3 separate regions of the Mus musculus genome follow, and all the other regions are linked to region 2. Evidence: chromatin contacts called from public HiChIP or PLAC-seq data. All regions are on one chromosome and are shown on one strand. The core of a region is the stretch at or near the end of the contact, and the rest is flanking DNA. Distances in the headings are between cores, read along the strand shown.

What was found. HiChIP or PLAC-seq counts read pairs in DNA pulled down with a chosen protein or histone mark.
Region 1: a contact with region 2 is called in an H3K27ac HiChIP or PLAC-seq map of embryonic stem cells, with 5 read pairs. The contact joins the enhancer-like site here to the promoter of Pcp4l1 in region 2. A contact is called at or near these places in 4 of 39 promoter capture datasets (cranial neural crest, macrophages, neural stem cells and 1 more), 1 of 15 datasets of contacts at CTCF or cohesin (CD8 T cells), 1 of 484 Hi-C or Micro-C datasets (bone marrow-derived macrophages), 4 of 115 datasets of contacts at active chromatin or transcription factors (the SCID.adh cell line, embryonic stem cells and pancreatic cancer cells) and 2 of 9 other capture datasets (adipose tissue and liver).
Region 3: a contact with region 2 is called in an H3K27ac HiChIP or PLAC-seq map of embryonic stem cells, with 16 read pairs. The contact joins the promoter of Cfap126 here to the promoter of Pcp4l1 in region 2. A contact is called at or near these places in 15 of 39 promoter capture datasets (the C10 cell line, the HPC-7 cell line, HPC-7-derived erythroid cells and 11 more), 11 of 484 Hi-C or Micro-C datasets (the HL-1 cell line, bone marrow-derived macrophages, cerebral cortex and 4 more), 26 of 115 datasets of contacts at active chromatin or transcription factors (the 230-238 cell line, CD8 T cells, the HPC-7 cell line and 15 more) and 5 of 9 other capture datasets (adipose tissue, bone marrow-derived macrophages, embryonic stem cells and 2 more).

What each region holds. Positions count from the first base shown.
Region 1 is chr1:171,086,929-171,089,628 of GRCm38.p6, reverse strand. No RefSeq gene overlaps it. Among named protein-coding and RNA genes, the nearest start is that of n-TGgcc14, 6.4 kb to the right of the region's middle. Within about 2 kb of position 1,263, at least 16 of the 459 cell types and tissues checked have an H3K27ac peak or open chromatin away from gene starts, as enhancers often do. A contact at or near this core is called in the SCID.adh cell line and embryonic stem cells, where this site is marked.
Region 2 is chr1:171,194,796-171,197,533 of GRCm38.p6, reverse strand. Pcp4l1 (Purkinje cell protein 4-like 1) reads left to right here and starts at 1,266. Exons shown (of 3, transcript NM_025557.1): 1 at 1,266-1,523. The coding sequence starts at 1,515.
Region 3 is chr1:171,121,738-171,124,437 of GRCm38.p6, reverse strand. It overlaps Cfap126 (cilia and flagella associated protein 126), which reads right to left and starts at 1,393. Exons shown (of 5, transcript NM_001379426.1): 1 at 1,245-1,393. The coding sequence starts at 1,271.

The sequences.
Region 1 (2,700 bases), core at 14-2,513, 110 kb after region 2:
CTCCACGAGATGAAAACAGATCGTCCATTGCCCGCCAGTGCATGGCCATCCAGGCCACCGGGGCACCAAGTTGCTAACACAAGTGCAGGAACAAGCTGGTTCATTCTTTTTAATATTTCTTGCAACAAACAAAGGCAGTCTGAACAGAGGACAGTAACCTGAGCCCATAAGGTTGTAAAATGAAACTTCTCCATCATCTTCTGATTGGTTAAAATAAAAAGCCTATGGCCTATAGCAGAAAAACAAAAACAAAACAAACAAAAAAACAAACCACCACCACCAACAACAACAACAAAAAACCAGAGTAACAAGGTGGGACTTCCAGAGACAGAGGACAACTCTGGAAAGGAGTCAGGCACGGGAGATTGGCCACCCAGACTGGGAGGAAGCTGGACATATGAAACTGATGATAGACAACTAACCAGCCTCGTGACAAAACTTAGATTAGTGTAAATGGGATAATTAGGTTATGAGCCAGAGGGCAACAAGCCTAGCATAAGGCCTAGGCATTCTTAAATAAATATAGATTCCATGCCATTATTTGGGAACTGGGGCAGAAACAGAAGTGCCCACACTTACAAAACCAGGGACTATATTTGGTGACAACTAAAAGAAGTCCATAGAGGAAAAAAAAATCTTGTGTTATTGTAGATGCAACATTTGTCAGTTAAAAAGCCCATGGCTTTAGCAGGAAACAGAAGGTGGATGATCCAGGAGGCAAAAAGAATTCTGGGATAGAGCTGTTGTGTCTGGCCAGTAGATCACAACCTGAGTTCTAGCCTGGAAAGGTATTTTGGAAACCTGGAAGAGAAGAGGGGCTGGGCTGCGCGAGATAAGGAAGGAACCAAGACAAAGGTCTCTCTCTGCTCAAGGTTCAATTTTTACTATTTTGGCACTCCGTTATGAAGGAAGGGGGAGGGGCCCAATTCCCGCCAAATAATCTCGGAATCCAGTAGCAGGGTGACCACGTGTGTAGCTCCAAACAGCAAAGCGGTAGGTTCCAGCAGTGGGCGTGGCAGAACGATTGAGCGGGAAGCTCCACCCCTGAGCAAGCAGGTTTCAGGCTGGGGGAGGGGAGACTACATAGAGCCAGGCACTGAGAGATTTGCCAGGGAAAATGTGAGGAGATGGCTGAAGAGAGAAAATCAAGAAGATCAAACAAAGAAACAAAGAAACAAACAATGTCTTTGCTGTACCCTCCATTTTGGGGCAGCTCTGAAACTGCCTGAGACAAGAAATGTCCCCAGCCAGGACTTCAGCTTGCATGTCTAATAAAGCCTGTAGGCTATGGAATTCTCATAACTTACTGCATACCATCCTTTCATATGGCATGAATGGAGATTCATAGTACAGTTTGTTTATATGATCAAACTATCTTCTGAAGAAAGGCAGTTGTCTTTTACCTGCACTAAGATCAGGAAATCATCCTTAATTGATCTGCTCACCTGTGCATTCCAACCAATCTCTTTATAGAACTGTGTGTTGCTGGTAAGGTTTGTATACTACAGAATGGAGGGCCAGGAGGCAGCCTTGATAGGATTCACTCTGGAGATGCTCAGATGCTGAGCCCTGCTGTTCCAGCTCCCTGCTTGATCCTGCCTCAACGGCATCATAGCTGTTTCCTCTAAAGACCGACTTCTGGGATAACTTCAGAACAGCTAGCTTGCTTGATCCAACCTTTCAGACTGTTCTGTTCCAGTTACGACTTTAATTATACTCCAAGCTTTCTCAACATATAGAGACTAAATAACACATGCTACAGCTGGCTTTCTTAAGACTAACCACGTTTCTAATTTTCTTGGGCCCCACAAAAGGAATTCTTCACCCCAATTAAGCAGGAAGCAATTATCAGAAGACTGTTGTCCCAGTCCCTTAAGTTGGGGGTAGATAGTTTTGGTCATTTTGTGAGTTATATGTTGTCATTTTAGAGGATGGTTACAAATAATTATGGTCTTGGACAAGGAGGAGGCAAAATAGGGAGGTTATATTCATGGGTTTCTTTTTCCTTTCGTTTTCTCTTTTCCCTTCTTTCTTTTTTTAAGGATTTATTTATTTATTTATTTATTTATTTATTTATTTATTTATTTATTATATTCAAGTACACTGTAGCTATCCTCAGATACACCAGAAGAGGGTGTCAGATTTCATTATGGATGGTTGTGAACCACCATGTGCTTGCTGGGATTTGATCTCAGGACCTTTAGAAGAGCAGTCAGTGCTCTTAACCAAAGAGCCAACACTCCAGCCCCTCTTCCCTTCTTTCTTAGTTAGGTAAGAAATAGGGGGATACAGAAATATAAGAAACTAAACAAATAGGGTAGATTATTGAATCTACGCTTAAACCAAAAGAGATTTTATAGCCATAATCTTACATTGATAGAGATCTTTGTATTTTGATGCAAAAATAAGGTTATATTTTATTGTATTGGTAGGTAATTTTGAATATTGATACAAAGTATCACTATAAGCTTAATTTGTTTAGAATTTAAGAAGATATTTTAGGTCTAAGAAGATGTTTTTAGGATGGTAATGCAAATACAATAGAAATTAGGTTAAACCAGGAGTGGTGGCGCATGCCTTTAATCCTACCACTCCGGAGGTAGAGGTAGGCGGATTTCTGAGTTCGAGGCCAGCCTGCTCTACAGAGTGAGTTACAGGACAGCCAGAGTTATACAGAGAAACCCTGTCTCAAAAAACAAA
Region 2 (2,738 bases), core at 17-2,516:
ACAGACCATCATATACACTAAAATTTATTTACTATATGTATGAGTATATGCCATATTCCCATGTTTGTACAGGTGCCTGGAAGTGACTTCTGGAACAGCAGCAAGTGCTCTTAGCTGCTGAGCCACCTCTGCAGCTCCTCCACTAAAATTTAAAAAGAAGACACAGTGTAGCCCATGAAATTTATATGAAATTCAAACTTCAGTGGTCACAAATACATTTATATCAGATGGAGCCATAGCTGTTTGTTGACATAAGTATTTGTGCCCGTATTCAAGTGCAGTAGGAAATGGCTCAGCAAAGAGTACAGCGATCCTACAAAGAAAAAAACATTTATTATTTGATTGTTACCTGGAAAGTTAGCTGATCCCTAACCTACAGGGTGAATTCTCATTATCATCTCAAAGCTCATTTCATAGCAGCAAGAATTAAGGTTTGTTTCACTAAGGACAACCTTTTCAATGCTAATTAATTGTTCATTAGAAAGATTCCAGAGGAGTATGCTGTACAGAGTGAGTAGGAGCCAGCCTAGTTAGAACTTTAGTAACTGAGGCAACCAGATTCCTATTAGAAACAGAATCACAGGATCTCAGATGGATCTTTCCCCCATCTTCCTAATTTCTAACCCAACAGAGGAAATGTATAAACACAAAGAGTCAAGTTAGAAAAAAAGACCGATTGAGGTCTTCCTTGAAGTTGGTTGTTGAGAAGAGACCAAACCACTGAATGGTAGTGACAAGTCACAGTTACAGTTGTTAACAGTCTGTGATGGTACCAACCAAAGAATATATCTATGAAAGCTGCAGTATCCGGGTTTGACTGACTGAAGCTGTAAGAGATTTTTATGAAGTCAATAAGAACTGTAGGCTTGAAAATTAAAGAATTTCCTTAGATGAAAACTAGATAGATAAACAGAACTAAAAGGTCTGTGTGTTTACCTGTGTTCTGTTTATTTTCTTTTTCCTTAAACGATATATACAATGTGAGGTTGAGCTAAGGCTCAAGAGCCTTAGCTGTTCTTCAAGAGGACCAGAGTTCAGTTTCTTCAGTTACTACTTACTACTTCTCTTTCCTTTACCGGTTCCCTACTTCGTTTTCTGTCTTCTCATCCCCCATGGTCTCCCCCCTCCTTCCCGCTCTCTCCGTCTTACCCTAGTTTGGAAATGCAGCAGATTTCTGAGCCTGCCACCACTGGGTTCAAGGAGCTGTCAGTCTGCACTAGGCAGAGTTTCTATTGGTTGGGCTGGAGGCAGGGACCGCAGCTCACTATAAAAGGTGGAGCCGGTCAAGGCGCCCGGAGCTGCTGACAGGACCAGGTCAGAAGGGGCTCCCTGAGCAGCGCTGCAGCCGGAGCATTTGGGGCAGCATTAAGCAACAGCTCGCAGCGTGCACTCTCCCCTCCGAGCCCTCCAGGGCCCCTGCCCCGGAGCCCAGCAACTCTCGGCCGCGGTTCACGCACGCATCTCCGAGGACCCCTTGCCTCACCTGCGCCTGCCACGCCCGTCCGGCCGCCGGGATGAGCGAGGTGAGTGGTGCCACTTGGCATACCCCGTCACCTCCGCGTCCGGGCCAGGGCTGCGGCGGGGAGAAGGCTGCGGCTCCAGGTCCCGGGAAGCTAGAGTTACTCTCTGGATGGACGCCACTGCCCCTCTAGGAAAGCCCCTACCTCCCGGCTCTCGGAAGCCACTGGCAGGGGGTGCTTTTAGCCTAACAATTGCAATAGTGCTTTGGGGAGGGGGTGACTGGAGTCAGCTGTAAGCGGGAACTGAGCTCTCGGGCAGATAAACTCTCTTGGGTGCTATCCTCCGCATCTATATCGTATTGCTCCGAGGTTACCATGGCTTTCTTTGATGCCCTCACTTCAGTTCTCTCCGACCTCCGCTAGGATTGTGTGGTTCTTGCACTCTATAAGTAGCAGCCAACAGCTCCATCCCTGGCCACCTAACTCCCTCCCTTCGGGTGGCAGTTTTCACTTATTCAATGAGGAACGATGTGTGTGTGTGTGTGTGTGGGGGGGTACCTGACGTCCATGAATACTGTAGAAGAGGAAGGCACATCTAGCACCTGGGGAGATGTTCTCTTCCAGAGAAGACCTCCCGTTGCAGTGCAGTGCCTGTTACATCCAAATTTTCGCACAGGTTCTGTGGTGATGGTCATGGGAGCCAACCCGGTCCTGTAACTGGTTGACTCGGTTCAAAGAACACTGTCCATGGTAACACATTAAGAAGAACTGTCCCTGTTATCTGACTTAATTTGTAGCATCCCAGGCAGATCCTCTTATCAGGAGACAAGATTGTCGTTCCTGGATGACGTCGATTTGAACAGTGGCTTAGCATGCCTGCCTTCTGCGGCCCCATTCTTAGTAAGCGCGCCCTTGTGTTCAGTATGTTGCTCAGCTGTATGCCAGTGCCTAGTTGTGCTACTTAGTAGCTCTGTGGCCATGGGAGCATCACTTAATTTGTCTGTGCTTCAGCTTTCTATCTGTAAAATGAAGGTAACACTGGTTGTTCTAAAAGATTAAATTATATATGCCAAGTACTTAGCACTCTACCTGGAGTCTAGTAGGTTCTCAATCTGGAATCTGAGTTAGCTAGTGTGCGTGCGTGCGTGTGTGTGTGTGTGTGTGTGTGTGTGTTTCAAGTTAGTTGGTTACAGAAAAACAGCTTAAGAATTGCCAAGCCTCCTTAGAGCACTTGCTAGCAATGAGTGGGTTCAATCTCTAATACTGAAAGCAGAGAGA
Region 3 (2,700 bases), core at 144-2,643, 73 kb after region 2:
AGGTTTATTATATTCTACTGAGCATTACAAAATTTAATTTTTAATTTTCACATAGCTGCTAAAACCTTTTAAATTATGTTTGTGACACACTGCTGGAGACTGCTAGATTAGACCAAGGGATGGTAACCAAATCCACATTGCTACCTGCTTTTAGAAGGCCAAGGGGCAGAAAACGCCACTTTCTTTCTTTCTTTCTTTCTTTCTTTCCTCTCTCTCTCTCTCTCTCTCTCTCTCTCTCTCTCTCTCTCTCTCTCTCTCTCTCTCTCTCTCTCTCTCTCTTTTTCTTTCTTTCTTTGAGGCTGGGTTCCACCCTTCTGTCCCTGCCTCCCTGGCAAGAACGTTTTTTATTTGTAAAAATAGACCATTTGTAAAAATATTTGTAGACATAAAACAACCATTTGTGTTGCTTTGACAGAAGGTAGTTGGCCAAGGTGGCACACACCTGTAAGCCTCACGCTTAGCAGAGGAAGGTAGGAGGGTTGTGACTTTGTGGTCCAGTCTGGGATAGGTAGGTAGTAGCAAAACCTTACCTGTCTACCTACTCACACACATACACATAAACGAAGAAAAAGAACAACACTAAACTGGGAATACTAAAGAAGGAAAATATTTTCTCCAAAGGAACTCCAAAAATGTGTAGGCAATATTTTGTTTCTTTTCTTACTACAAGACTCTGGCTGGCCTGGAACTCTCTATGTAGACCAGGCTGGCCTCGAACCATCAGTGACTATTTTGTGTCCTTGTTTTCATTCTCTCTCTCTCTCTCTCTCTCTCTCTCTCTCTCTCTCTCTCTCTCTCTCTCTCTCTCTTTCTCTCTCTCTCTGTGTGTGTGTGGAGGGGGAGGGGTTCTCTTGAAGCTCAGGTTAGCCTTGGACTCAGTATGTAGCCCCAGAATGCCTTGAACACCCATCCTCCTGCCTCGGGGACCACTGGGGAGCATCTCTACCCCTATATTTTGAATTTTTCTGAAACAAATTAGTGCTAACTTTCATATAAATAGATATGACTTTGTCACTTGACTTACAAAGCCTAAACTGCTTACTCTGGCCTGTACAAATAAAATCACTGCTTCCTGGCTTACGGTCTACAGATTTAACCCAGATCCTCTTTGCTTGTTCCTGGGCCCTCCCACCCATGAGATGAAGCACCGCCTCAACCCAGTCAGAGTCTGATGGGAGCGGGCAGTCAAGGGCAGCATCTGGAACATAAACTCAAATGTAAAAGGGTGACGAGCAAGCGCTTACCTGGTTGGCACTGTAGTTAGTGGCCATGATCCAGTGCTGTTTACACTTGTTGCCTGGCAACTGCAGAAGGCCAGCCTTCTGGGAGTTACTCCCGGTCAGCAGGGGTTGGGCTACATTCTGTGGTTTACACTACCCTCTTCCTTTCTCTCTGAAACGTAGGTTCATTTTCATTTTAGAGTATAGAGGCCCAAACAAACATGAGAAAATGAACTGAGAAGTAGCCATGGATACCTTGAACACCCCGTCCTCCTGCCTCTGCTTCCAAAATCCCAGGACCACTGAGCAGGACCGCTGCATTTGCCTCAGTTACTATACTTTGCATGTGTCCAAAACAAATCAGGGATAACTGTCATGTAAATAGCTGTTTCCCCAACATAGTTAAGTCTGCTTCAGAATTTCCAGGTTGTCTTTGAATGACATCTTCAACTATTTAAACAAACTTTGAGACCCCCCAACCCCCGTGAGCTGAGTGTGTGAGACACTGTGGTATAATGAACTAAGCCTAACCCCTCATCCATCACACACTGTAGTGATGGCCTGCTTTGTACACTGAAGAATAAGGTGAATGAAATGTTCACAGTGGGAATTGGGCGCTGCCAAGATGCTGCTCACAGGATAACAAAGGCACACTGCTTAGGAAGCAACCAACTGGTTTGTTCCCAAAAGGAAATATATGTCTTATCCTTGGTCCTTAAGTGACTCCTGTCTCCTCCATCCCCCTACAGTCACAGGACCCAAGATATAGCTTCATAGTGTTGGTTAGGATATGGCAAATCAGAACGTAGGGTGGGAAACTGAGTAGGTACCAGGGCCTGAGCCTATTAGCTATAAAACCAAGGAACCCTGAGAGACTCATTGAAATTTCTGTTAAGTCCATCTACTCATCTATTGGGGTGTTAGAACTAAAGAGGGCTTGTCAGTTACAAAGTCTTAAGTTTTAAAAAAAGGAAAAAACCCAAGTTGTCCAAAGATACTTAAGAGCCAGATATGGCTGTGCACGCCTGTAATCCCAGTATCCAGGAAGTGGAGGCAGGAGGATCTCAAGTTCAAGACCAGCCTTGGCTATGTAGTAGGATCCTGTCTCCAAAAAACAGGGAAGGGACTCATGAGGCCCCCCCTCCTTCCTGGAGCTATGGAGGCGTTAACTGTTGCTGGGGGAGGGGCTCACAAGGCCCCGCCCTTTATGTTAATAGTTCTGGAGAGGGCAGGATCTTCTTTTCAGTGTTGTAACCAGCCACACTGGTAGGTGGTCCATGCTCCTGGGAATAACCTCCCACGTGTGCAAGCATCTCTGAGCTCAGACACACACACACACACACACACACACACACACACACACACTCAAACACGAAAGCATGGTGACGCCTCTAACCTCAGAACTTGGAGGAGTCAGACCTCTAAATGTGAGCCAACCAGGTTTACATAGTAAGTTCCAGGCCAGTCAGGGATGCATAGA